Regions from separate parts of the Zea mays genome. Here all the other regions are linked to region 2. Evidence: chromatin contacts called from public Hi-C data. All regions are on one chromosome and are shown on one strand. The core of a region is the stretch at or near the end of the contact, and the rest is flanking DNA. Distances in the headings are between cores, read along the strand shown. Region 1 holds the start of LOC103634282 (serine/threonine-protein kinase ATG1c). Region 2 holds the start of LOC103634306 (fringe-related protein). Region 3 holds the start of LOC100304415 (splicing factor PWI domain-containing protein).

What was found. A called contact is a pair of places that touch in the nucleus more often than the background predicts.
Region 1: a Hi-C map of tassel shows a contact between it and region 2, with 2.0 times the contacts expected there. The contact joins the promoter of LOC103634282 here to the promoter of LOC103634306 in region 2. A contact is called at or near these places in 3 of 25 Hi-C or Micro-C datasets (endosperm, leaf and tassel).
Region 3: a Hi-C map of bundle sheath shows a contact between it and region 2, with 4 times the contacts expected there. The contact joins the promoter of LOC100304415 here to the promoter of LOC103634306 in region 2.

Annotation. Positions count from the first base shown.
Region 1 is chr1:38,992,006-38,995,877 of Zm-B73-REFERENCE-NAM-5.0, forward strand. LOC103634282 (serine/threonine-protein kinase ATG1c) reads right to left here and starts at 2,344. Exons shown (of 13, transcript XM_008655843.3): 1 at 1,853-2,344; 2 at 1,111-1,228; 3 at 973-1,031; 4 at 778-842. The coding sequence starts at 2,116. LOC100277520 (Digalactosyldiacylglycerol synthase 2 chloroplastic) reads right to left here. Exons shown (of 5, transcript NM_001367328.1): 5 at 3,448-3,872. The coding sequence ends at 3,790.
Region 2 is chr1:39,162,531-39,165,991 of Zm-B73-REFERENCE-NAM-5.0, forward strand. It overlaps LOC103634306 (fringe-related protein), which reads left to right and starts at 1,366. Exons shown (of 3, transcript XM_008655863.3): 1 at 1,366-3,461. The coding sequence starts at 2,713.
Region 3 is chr1:39,330,586-39,334,540 of Zm-B73-REFERENCE-NAM-5.0, forward strand. LOC100304415 (splicing factor PWI domain-containing protein) reads right to left here and starts at 2,274. Exons shown (of 12, transcript NM_001349016.1): 1 at 2,130-2,274; 2 at 1,935-2,024; 3 at 1,652-1,774; 4 at 404-571; 5 at 1-18. The coding sequence starts at 2,150.

The DNA of each region.
Region 1 (3,872 bases), core at 1,094-3,593, 170 kb before region 2:
CGCTACTTGCAATCGCCCTAAAAGATCCTAAAGGAAATATAGTGCTGCATTAATGTTCAGAACCATAAATTTAGGATCCTGAAAAATGTTATTATGTAATTTGGAAATGTTGTTATCATTCTTTCAAAACGCAACAGGTGTCAGTTTCAAGTGCAGGCATGTGGTAGATGTTATTTTGAAATGTTGCAGATTTTTCCTGTCTGAAATGTGAAATGCCTCATGCAATGTTGCAATAGATAGAGCCTTGTTAAGGGAATTTTTTGCATGCACTAGTGTAACTTCTATGGTTCTACCGCATTTAGACCAGATGATATACATGATATATACTCATAGAGAGGGTCTAGTACAATAGTTGACACTCTGCAGTCAAAGAAATAAACTTGAAAGTATTCCATGCAGGATGTACACTTGGGACATCTGTTTTGAAAGGAGCAGATCAGTTTGTCCACCGTACAGGGTGTTTTCATGTCCTTCATCGACTGATCGTTTCAGTTTTTCAGACATTAACTAGTCACCACCAGAAACAATTTCAAACAAAAGAAAACGCATTGATCTCAGTTGACTCCACCATCAAGAAAGTGAGGAGTGGAAAAGATGTAAGGCCATTTGTTCAATCTGTCAGTACCAGTACTAGTATACTAATTGGATGCAAACCCAGTAGAAATAAAATCACCAAAAAAGGCATATACAACTCAGTTGTTGATAAAGTCAGAAAATTAGGATATTTGTAGAAATATGTGCTAATATTTCATCTAAAATGAAAGAAAAGGAACTCACTTTGCAAATCCAAAGTCGGCAATCTTCAACAGAGTATTTTCATTATTTTCAACAAGAAGAATGTTCTGTTTGCAAAACCAGAAAATTCAGAATCTAAAAAATTACATAAATTTAACCACCGTATATTTCTTGAACTCTTGACCATGAAATATTCAGCTATCGTGGAAACAGAAACAAGAAAGCGAGTAAGCAAACCTGAGGTTTTAGGTCTCGGTGAACCACGTTATTATCGCGAAGCATTTTCAGACCAGATGCTGCCAGAAAAATGAGATTATGATAAAAGCTAAGTAGAGATAGAGGGGACGGGGGCTGATGATTGACGAAATCACTTGCCTAACTGACGGATGAAGTGCTTAGCAACCTTTTCAGAAACTCTTTTATGACGTTGAAGGTATGCATGTAAGTCACCACCTCGACAATACTCCAGTATGAGATATATACTCCCATGATCCTAATCACACACAATAGTTATTTGTGGTAATTACTAATTAGAAAGACTGCTGTATGGTCACTGTGCATGAGGAACTTTATTTGCTGAACAAAAAAAAAGACAACAAAATTAATACCAGAGAAAAAAATTGAGCCAACGAATTTGCTATTAAACTGGTAGAATTCACTCAATAAATTGAGATTCAGTGCTAAAAGTACTTTTATTTCCTATGTTCCACAAAATCCTAGCTTCCAGAAAACATCAATCTAACAAATTAACCAAGCTAAAGCCCACATATGGTTTCACGAATCATTAGCCCGGCAGGACTGAACCTCCTACTTCAAGCAAGGCAGCAATTAGTGACAAAACATTTGGCAACAGGTGAGCGAACATTCAGAGTTATCCTTTGCAAACTAACTAGTTCCATCCAAAGGGACATCAAGCTATACAGGGTAACTTTTGCTTAGAGTTCCTACCTACCTAAAATGCTCACAGTAAGCTAAAATTCACCGGAGGAACTCCTCAATTTCATACATCCTAGCCTACAGTCAAACCCCACCAGCATCAAGACCTTGCAGATCCACATCTATAGCACGGGGGATCACGAACGACATCAAATGGGGCGGCAAGCCGCGGGCAGGATACCTTGACGGAGTCGTGGAGTGCGATGACGTTATCGTGTCGGATGCGACGAAGGATGTCGACCTCGGAGAGGAGGCTCTCGCGGAGCTTTTTGCTGAGACGTTCCATGGCGATCTCCTTCACCGCCACCTCCGTGCCCCGCACCCGGTGCCGTCCCAGCCACACCTGCGAGTAGGCTCCCGACCCAATCGGTCGCAGCAGCTCGTACTCCCCCACCCGGCGCCCGGCGCCGCTTCGACCGCCGCGGCCGCTGGCGCCGTCCCCCATCGCTCCCGTGTCCAGTAACTCGCCTAGTGCGCCGTCGCGGCTCTCGCGGGGGCGGCGCCGCCGCGCAGGAGATGCCGCCGTGGGGAGAAGCAACCGCGTCGTTGCTGCGCGGAACAGAAAAGCGAGAGACCAGACTACCAGAGAAGGAAACAGGGTCAGGTCGCGTTCACCCCGCGTCGGGGCCAGCCCTGTGGTTATCCATATCCGCTCATCTATAAGATTCCGACGTCTTTCGTAAGATTCTCCTTGTTGGAATATGATATATCCGTTTATTTTGGCCACAAAAGTAATATACAGTGCTGAATCATATTAATGTCGTTTTGTATGTTGTGAATAGAGAAAACATACTCTAAATGGCCTCTGTGTTTATAATGAGCTAACACGGATTCTTTTTCCTCGCAGAATCAACAAGGACGATATATGAGTCTGTTTGGTTCGCCTTTTTCCCAACGACTCAGAGAACAGCTTTTCACAGAAGTAGACCTAGAATCTCGATGTTTGGGAACTATAAGCGACTTCTGGCCACCAAAATCCGTAGAGAAGCGTTTTTGCATCTGTTACATACATGTAAAATAATCACCGTAGCTACAAAACTTAAAACGAATAGTCCCTCCGTTTATAAATATATGATGTCATTGTTTTTTATCTATAGTTTTGATCACACACGTCTTATTTACGTGAGTTCCCATTTATTTTATTGTGATTTGTTTTATCACTTAAATTTGTTTAAACATGATTCAAAATTTTACATTTTTGAATACATTTTTTAAATAAGACGAATCATCAAGATTTTAAACAAAAAAAAAAATTAAATGTGTTATATATTTTTGAACAGAGATAGTACTATATAAATAGAAGCTTCTAGAACAACATACCGCGAAAAATTAATCACCACAACTGCAAAAATATGTGAGGCGGCTCTATTTTCTTAAGAGATTTTTATTTTTTAAAGGAAAATAAACTATTTTTTTTTTAAAAAAAATCTCTTGAGAAAATAAGGTTTCCATATTATCCTTTAGAAGTATTTCTTTTCTGGCTTGTCATGTATTTTTCTCTCGCGTGCCAGCTTGTAGTGCTATTTCAATTTTTTGTTGCACCTCCTTCGAACTGGATGATGTAGACACTAGAAATCAAGATATGATGACGAGTCGATTGTAGAATGGAGTCAACTGTAAGAGGGAATGCTGGGCAATCTTATATAAGCCACACGCCCACAAGAAGCACAGTATTTTTTTTTTTACTTTTTCTGTTCTTTTTTATTTATCGAGAACACAGGTAGTATCAACTAGCACACAGATTTTAGGCGGTGTAGTAAAAGTTTCAGCATGGATGGCTGCGAAAACAAGGGGCATATTATTATACAATAAGATTTTCAACACACGCGTCAATCCTGGGAAACAACACGATGAAAAACAGTCCACATATATGAGACTGTAATACTAGTGTGCACTTCAGACTGCTTAAGATTAACAATCAGAAGATACGATGCATCCAGGAACTTCAGAACGCCTTTGATATATGAAGAAAAAATGCAGTGCCGCCACACCAGAACACCACATAGAATGTATGTTTGATCAATCTGAGAACCTCTCCGAGCGACACATCTTTTTGCCGTTGAGTTAGACTGGTTCATTCTATGGTCCATGGCAACAGCATCGCAAGAAAAGCTAATGCTATCCCTGCAAATTCCACCCAAGTTCCTTGCATTGCTGTTCATCCGGCTGCAGTGTGTTTGGTATTGCACCGAACACACAAC
Region 2 (3,461 bases), core at 116-2,615:
AAGAGTGTATCTATCTCACATCTCATCCCACCACTATTTCAAACTATATTTTACAACCACGTAAATGTAGTGTTTTATCCGACCATATACATGATTCATTGGCCATAACCTAATACTTTAACCGTCCAAGAAAAAAATCATACTTTAACCTTTCCAATTGAGGGTTGTTTGGTTTTTTAGAGGCAACATCTATTTTGGAGTAAATTTTAGTGAAGATACTTAAACTTGTTGTAAATCAGTGTATTTATAAAACCATTTTTTTGGTCCCTAAACCTTACTAAATGTATCATTTTAGGTTGTTGGGTCAGACAGGTGGACCCTAACCCTTGGGAACGGGTGAAAAATACGATGCTCGACAAAACGTTGGGAGTGGAACTGTAGCGTCGGGAACAGGTGTGAAATGCGACGCTTGACAAAATGTTGGGTGTGGAACTGTAGCGTCGGGACTCGGGAACAAGCGATAAATGCAATGTTCGATAAATGTTGCTTGCGAGCAGCAACGTTCGTCGGGCGGCAACGTGCGGACTGCGGAAGGCGTTCCAGTAATCCAGTGCGGCGGCGTTCGGAACAGCGGAAGGCTGGACTGCTGCCAGAAACATGGCTAGGGCGTGCTTGTGACGTGGGCTATGGCACAAACGTAGCTGGGCCATCACCGCGGCCCATCAGCGCTAGGCGGAAGGCTGATTTAGCCCAAATAAGCGAATACAGTTTTTTTTGTATTTTACAAATACACATGTATTATGCACTTTATATACTCATTTTTTTAACAAAAACTTGGGTATTTATTTGAGTACATATGACACTTTAATAAAGGTTATGACTCTAGTTTTACAATAAGTCGTTTCTGCTAAACGTTTTGCAAGATGGCTTTAGTTCTAAAAAAAGTTGCTTTTTAGGAATAGAGCTGTTTTTTGGGCCCTGCCAAATAGACCCTTAGCTAGTTAAAGTTAGTAGGAAAACATTAGATCGTGATATTCAACTCAAACCGAGCCTTAAGTTAGTCATATGCATAGTTTCATTTTTATATGAAGGGTCACCGTGGATATGTGCTTGCAGCGTAAGTGTAGGTCCAGAAATTGAAAGTTTTGGTTATAATAAGGGAAAATTAAGACTCCATGAAACACCATTAAAGACCCAGTCAACATAGAATACAATCAAAAGATTCAAACCAGAACAAATTACCCCAGGGCCATCATGAGTTGAGCTAAAATTTAGTTAAATACATATTGAAGTGGCACATAGATGCAATGCAAAGTGAAAAATACTATAAATGTTGATAAAAAACATATAGAAGACTAATTGATCTCTAGTTTCAACTTTTTTAAAAGCTAGAGATTGTACAACTAGATCTATTTGGGTGGAAGAAGCTCGAACGAAGCTGAAATTGTTGAAATGAAACCCTCCTAAACAGGTTCTTAACTAAACTGTTCGAAAGTCTGTAGCTAATCTTAACCGTTAACTATTAAGAGGGCCTAGTTCCGCTTTCACGGTCTACTTCCGCTTTCATGAATCCGACCAGCTAGCCCCCACATGCCACCAAAGGTTTCTAATTCGGCCTACAATCTACAAACATATCTGGAAAAGAATAATAGATCCGAGACGATTTTGGACCGGAGCCGGTGGGTGCATCAATGTGTTCAAACTGGAAATCGTTCAAGGCTAGCGCCACATGCCGCATCTGAGGGCGCTGCCTCTGCCCTGACGCAAATCTTCCCAACGAAGCGGATTGTCGACATGCCGGCATCTTCTCTTTCCTTGCACGTCACTAGCATACATCCAAGTTTGCTCAACAGATGCTAGCAACATTTGAACCTGCCGCTCTAGCACCTGATCGGCTATGTTGAATCGTGGATGGTCCATGTGCTCGCCACCTAGGTGAAGGGCCGGAACACTCCGAGAAAGTAGACAGCGAAGGCGCAGGCGCGCAGCGCAGTAGGCTTTCCGATGTCTTCTCCACGGCTGCCGGCCGATTTGGCTAGAGCGGTGCGCCAAACGCGCGCCGGATCCAGCCGGAGGACCGGCCACCGCCAAACACACGAGCCTAATACGGCCTCCGTCACGGCTCACGACTCGCACAAACATGGACGCTGCGGCCTGCGGGTGCGGCGTGCGGGAGGGGTGCAGTTGAGCCCTCGAGACGAGCCTTTATCGGGAGGAGGTTAACGGCTCGGTTATCTCGGGGGGAGATATAACTATCGCGCCACCTGCCTTGCTTTTCAAGCGTTCCGGCCCAACCCTATCAAACCGAGAGTTAAAAAACGCGCGTTTTATTCCGGTCGTGCCACGCCCACGCCGCAGCGTCCTCCCGAGCTAAACGCCACATGCGAGTGATGATAATAAGGAAGGAATTGAAGGAAGCGCCCAAACCACCACAGCACCCACGAGGCCACGACCGCAGTATCGCCGCCGCCGTTTCGTTTCCTTATCGATCGTGCGGCGCGCCGGCGGGATATAGTAGCTCGAGGCGAGAGAGAGAGAGAGAGAGAGCAGCGCTAGCCTTCCGTTCCCATTCGCGCGCGGCCGCCACGATTCCGCCGTTCCCGCAGAACGGTGCTCGGAAGGGGCGCACCGCCAGCAGCCTCTGATCATCCTTCGCGGGGAAGGAACGGCCGGGGGTCTCGAGCCCCTGCCGGCCATTTCGCCCCGCCTCGCGGGATTCCCGCCAAGCCGTTGGTGTAGCGCGTGGAAGGCGGCGATCTCGGGCAGGGCCGGATGCTGCACAAATGGAAGGCCGCGGATGGCGGCGGGTGTGCCGGCGTCGCGGGCGGCGTCGACCAGCGCCGGCGGTGCGTGGCGGCGTCGCTGTCCACGCTGATAGCGGCTACGCTGGCGTTCCTTGCCTACGTCGCCTTCTTCCCCGACGGCGGCGCGCACGGGCTGTACCGGCTGTGGACGTGCCAGGACTGCGCGGGCGATCTGGGCGAGTTTCCCGGCGACGAGGCGGCCGCGGCTGACGGCCCTTCGGCCGCGCGCGCGGCCCGCTCGCCGACGACGCTGTCGCACGTCGCGTTCGGCATCGGCGCGTCGGCGCGGACGTGGGACCAGCGCCGCGGGTACGCGGAGCTGTGGTGGCGCCCCGGCCAGATGCGCGGGCACGTCTGGCTCGAGGAGCAGCCCGCGAGCCCGTGGCCCGCGGCGACGTGCCCGCCGTACCGCGTCTCGGCGGACGCGTCCCGGTTCGGGGACCGCGCGCCGGCGTCGCGGATGGCCCGGATCGTGGTGGACTCGTTCCTGGCCGTCGCGGGGGAGCTCGGGAACGGCACGGCCCGCGAGGAGGCGCGGTGGTTCGTGATGGGCGACGACGACACCGTCTTCTTCCCGGACAACCTGGTGGCGGTGCTGAGCAAGTACGACCACGAGGAGATGTACTACGTCGGGGCGCCGTCGGAGAGCGTGGAGCAGGACGTGATGCACTCGTACGGCACGGCCTTCGGCGGCGGCGGCTTCGCGGTCAGCTACCC
Region 3 (3,955 bases), core at 1,024-3,523, 170 kb after region 2:
AATCCTATCATCCTCTGCCTGTGTTAAGTAGAAGGTTTCAAATTTCTTAAAATGAAATATAACCAAAATTCTGGTTATGTCTGAAAAATGTTCTGGTTTCACCAAACAACAAAGAATGAAAAAACACTAAATACGAGCTAACTGGTTGTCTTCAGAATCACATGTAAAAAATGGAGAAAAATATGCTCTACAACTACATAGTTCTCATGGAAAAAGGTCGATAAACATATAAACCCAGTCATGTGAATAAACTATCATTGTTGGCCACACAGTGCACAAAAACAAAAACAAAAACAAAATTATAAACTCCCATCATAGTATCTGAATTAGTTGAAGATAGCATATTCAATGTTGGACCAGCCATATGGTGATGGCGAACTAGTATATTTTTATTGAAACAAACCTTTTTCTGCTGTATCTCAGCCTCTTTTTCATCCAGAAACTGTTGAGGCACCCCACTGGCATTCTGCTGTGCACTGAGAAGGAGGGTCCAGAGCTCCCTCATGAACTTCACTGTGTTCTTCTCCATGAACCCTGTCAGCTGGATCTGAATCTTCTTTCCATCGGCTTCCTACCATTAACAAACCAAAAACATAAACACACCTCATAGTCATAAGCTATCATCTTTGATAAAGACAATTAATGTTTAAAATCAGAAAAAACAATCCAGCTATCTGCACTTTGACTTAAGCTATCATCTTTGATAAAGACAATTAATGTTTAAAATCAGAAAAAACAATCCAGCTATCTGCACTTTGACTTCAGCTAACATCAACAAAAATCCAATTCTACAGCTGAGCACTATTGGATTTCCAGATCAGTCAAGAAATACAACCTCTGAAGTCTGAACATAAAGATAGATTTGTCATCAGGCACAAGCAACTGTTCCAAGACACAGCATGGGGCATTGTGTGGCTACAAGACAACTAAGGGCCTGTTTGGCAACAATGTTTTTCAAAACCATGGTTTTACAATACTATACTTTGCAATTGTCATGACAATACCACAGTTTTGACAGCTCTAAAAATACCATGGTTTTGAGAAACGTTGTTTGGATACAACATTGTAAACCATATTAGGCAAAAGCTAGCCATACCATGAAAACTTTGGGTTGGAGTGGAGTTTCCGATACTCCAAAAATACCATGGTATCTAGAAGACCATGGTTTTGAAAACATACTTTTCAAGAATGCAACCAAACACCTCATGACATAAAATACTACGGTATTGCCCAAAACCATGGTATTGGATAGAAAGTTAGAAACTGTAAAAATACTTTACGCCCATACAGGCCCTAAGTTTTTGTTGGAACTTTGTGAAACTAGAAATTCAACAATATTATCTTCGCATGATTAGTACGAATCTCAGGTTTGATTTAACTCCTGAACTAAACCATAATACCACGCAGTGTTTCAGTTCTAATTTTCTGAGCTAGACCACAAGATGACTGATATGTAGTTTCTGAGTAGACTGAATCCACCCTATCCTGACAGCCCTATGTCCACCAGGTTTCTAACTGCTTTTTGAAGAACCAAATTCAATCAAATTTGATACCTGCCGAGCAACATGCATGCACAATTCAATAAGAACAGTATATACAAACAACATTGCTGCACTTGAATAACCGTCTCTCCAGTACAAATAGAAACCACCTTCTCCTCGAGGAGGCCATAAATGAAGTTGATGAGAACTTCGTCCTCGAACCCAAGGAGCTCAGTGACCCGCTTAGCAATCCAGGGCTTCATCACGTCCATCTTTACCTTTGACGTATCCACCTACCACACCAAGCACAAAATCACCGAATCAGAGGAAGCCCTTGCAGACATCAGCTATATATCACTAAAGTATTGTGTGCATTACTATATATCACTAAAGTATTTTGCGCATTACAGCCTAATTGAGAAACGAAGAGTATGAGTGAAAGAACGAACTGACCAGATGGTCAAGCTCGGGCGCGAACTTTTGCGTCTTGAGCAGCTTGGCTTGCTTATTCGAGAAGCGCGTGTCCTGGTCAGCGGACGTCCCCTGCGAGAAAAAAAAACGTCAATCAACGAATAACAGATCTGGCGAGAGCAACGGCGACCAGACAAGCGCGCGCTAGGTAGATCGGGCAACAAGCTCGGGAGTTACCCGGAAGAAGCCGCCCGACATCTTGGTTGACGCCGATGCCGCCGCCGCCGAGGGAGGGGACGGGGGTTGAGTGGACAGTGGAGGGGGGGCGCGGGTGACTAGGGTTCCAAGGCGCCCGCGCCGCGAATGCGGGTTGGGAGGGTAGGCGACGAGACGAGGTGGGGTGATACAGGGGCCAGCACGAGACTACGTGAGGACGTGGGGGTCTATTAGGCAGGCTTCCTCTACGTGGGCCAAGGCCTGGGCTTTTCCAGTTCCTAGCCCGTTTGCCGTTTGGGCAGTTTGCGAGCGTTGTGTCGTTGAACTTGTGTTTCATTGGACTTCACCCTCCCCTAACGTTCGTGTACGAATCCCTACTATTATTAAGAGACCAAAGTGGGTGTTGGCGCGGCCAATGCCCTCACCTCGCCTCCGCATCAGAGTCTGCCATGTGGTCCCGCCTCGGCTTTCCCTTTGCGCAACCACGCCCCATCGTCCTATCGTCCTATTCATCCACCGACCCCGCGCGCCCACGCAACCGCGCTCAGTGCCCCCTGGGACCGCTCGCCCCGCGTCCCACCAGACGCTCCAGCCGTGAACGCCCCGTTAGCCGCGACCACCGCCCTACTCCCTCTCTGCATGTGTATGCCTCCGCCTCTCTATACGTCGGAGCAACAAACCACCCCTGACGCCCCCACCCTCGACTGGAGCCCGCCCCCGTCGTAACCCCCGACCGTGATCAGTGGCGGACCTAGAATTTTTACATAGGATGTGCCACAACAAATTTTTCATGTAGATTTCTATCTAATATACATATAATTTCATAGTAAATTTGGTAAACAACTTGATATATAGATATAAAGTTTGACACTCAACAAATAAACATGAAAATTGCATACATTAAACATAAAGATTGCAATAATACTACTTATCTAGTCTGCGCTTCCTCAACACCATAGAAGTTTCAATTATATCTTCTTCATTCACTTCAAAGAAAATATCCCTCTCGATGTATGTAACAAGACAATCATCCAAAAGTTTATCACACATCTTGTTTCTCAATTTAGTCTTCACCAAACTCATTGCAGAAAATACTCTTTCAACACTTGTTGTCGCCACCGGCAAAAGCAATACCAATTTGAGAAGCAAATAAACCATATCAAACACCTTATGTCTCTTTGTTTCAATAAGCTTAACTGAGAGGTCCACAAGAGTAGTTATGTCTTTGAATCTATCATCTTCTCTTATGCCATCAATACAATTGTCAAGTTGCAAGTCAAGTTTTAACAAGTCAGTGCTTGACATGTCATCAGGATAGAAATCAGCTAGCTTTCGTACCTTGTGTGCATCAAAAGAAGCAAAAGAGTTGGAAGGATCTAAGGCTGACATACAAGAAAGCAGCTCCATATTAGCCTCACTAAACCGACTATCAAGCTCTAGGCTAATTTGAACAATGACCCCAATATATACTTCTCTTTTGAAGTGGTCATCATTGGTTTGCTTATGAACAAATCGTGATGATCTTCCATAAGGCTTATAATTTCCATCCATAGTAGGAACTAGGATATCATGTTTGTTGCAAAATGAAGTGATTCTTTGAAGGAATTGATCCCAACCATCAAGCCTTAATTGTTGCATTCTTCTCTTTGCCACATTAACAAGTGAAATTGCATTAATAATATCTTACTCCCTTCTTTGCAAACACACTGATAAATCATTTGTATATCCAAGAATAACAAACATTAAGTGTGCATCAAAAACAAAGTTAAATGACTCAAATGCTCCAAGCATAGAATGTATCCTTGTCCAATCACTTCTAATTGTAGTATCCTCTCCAAGAATCATGA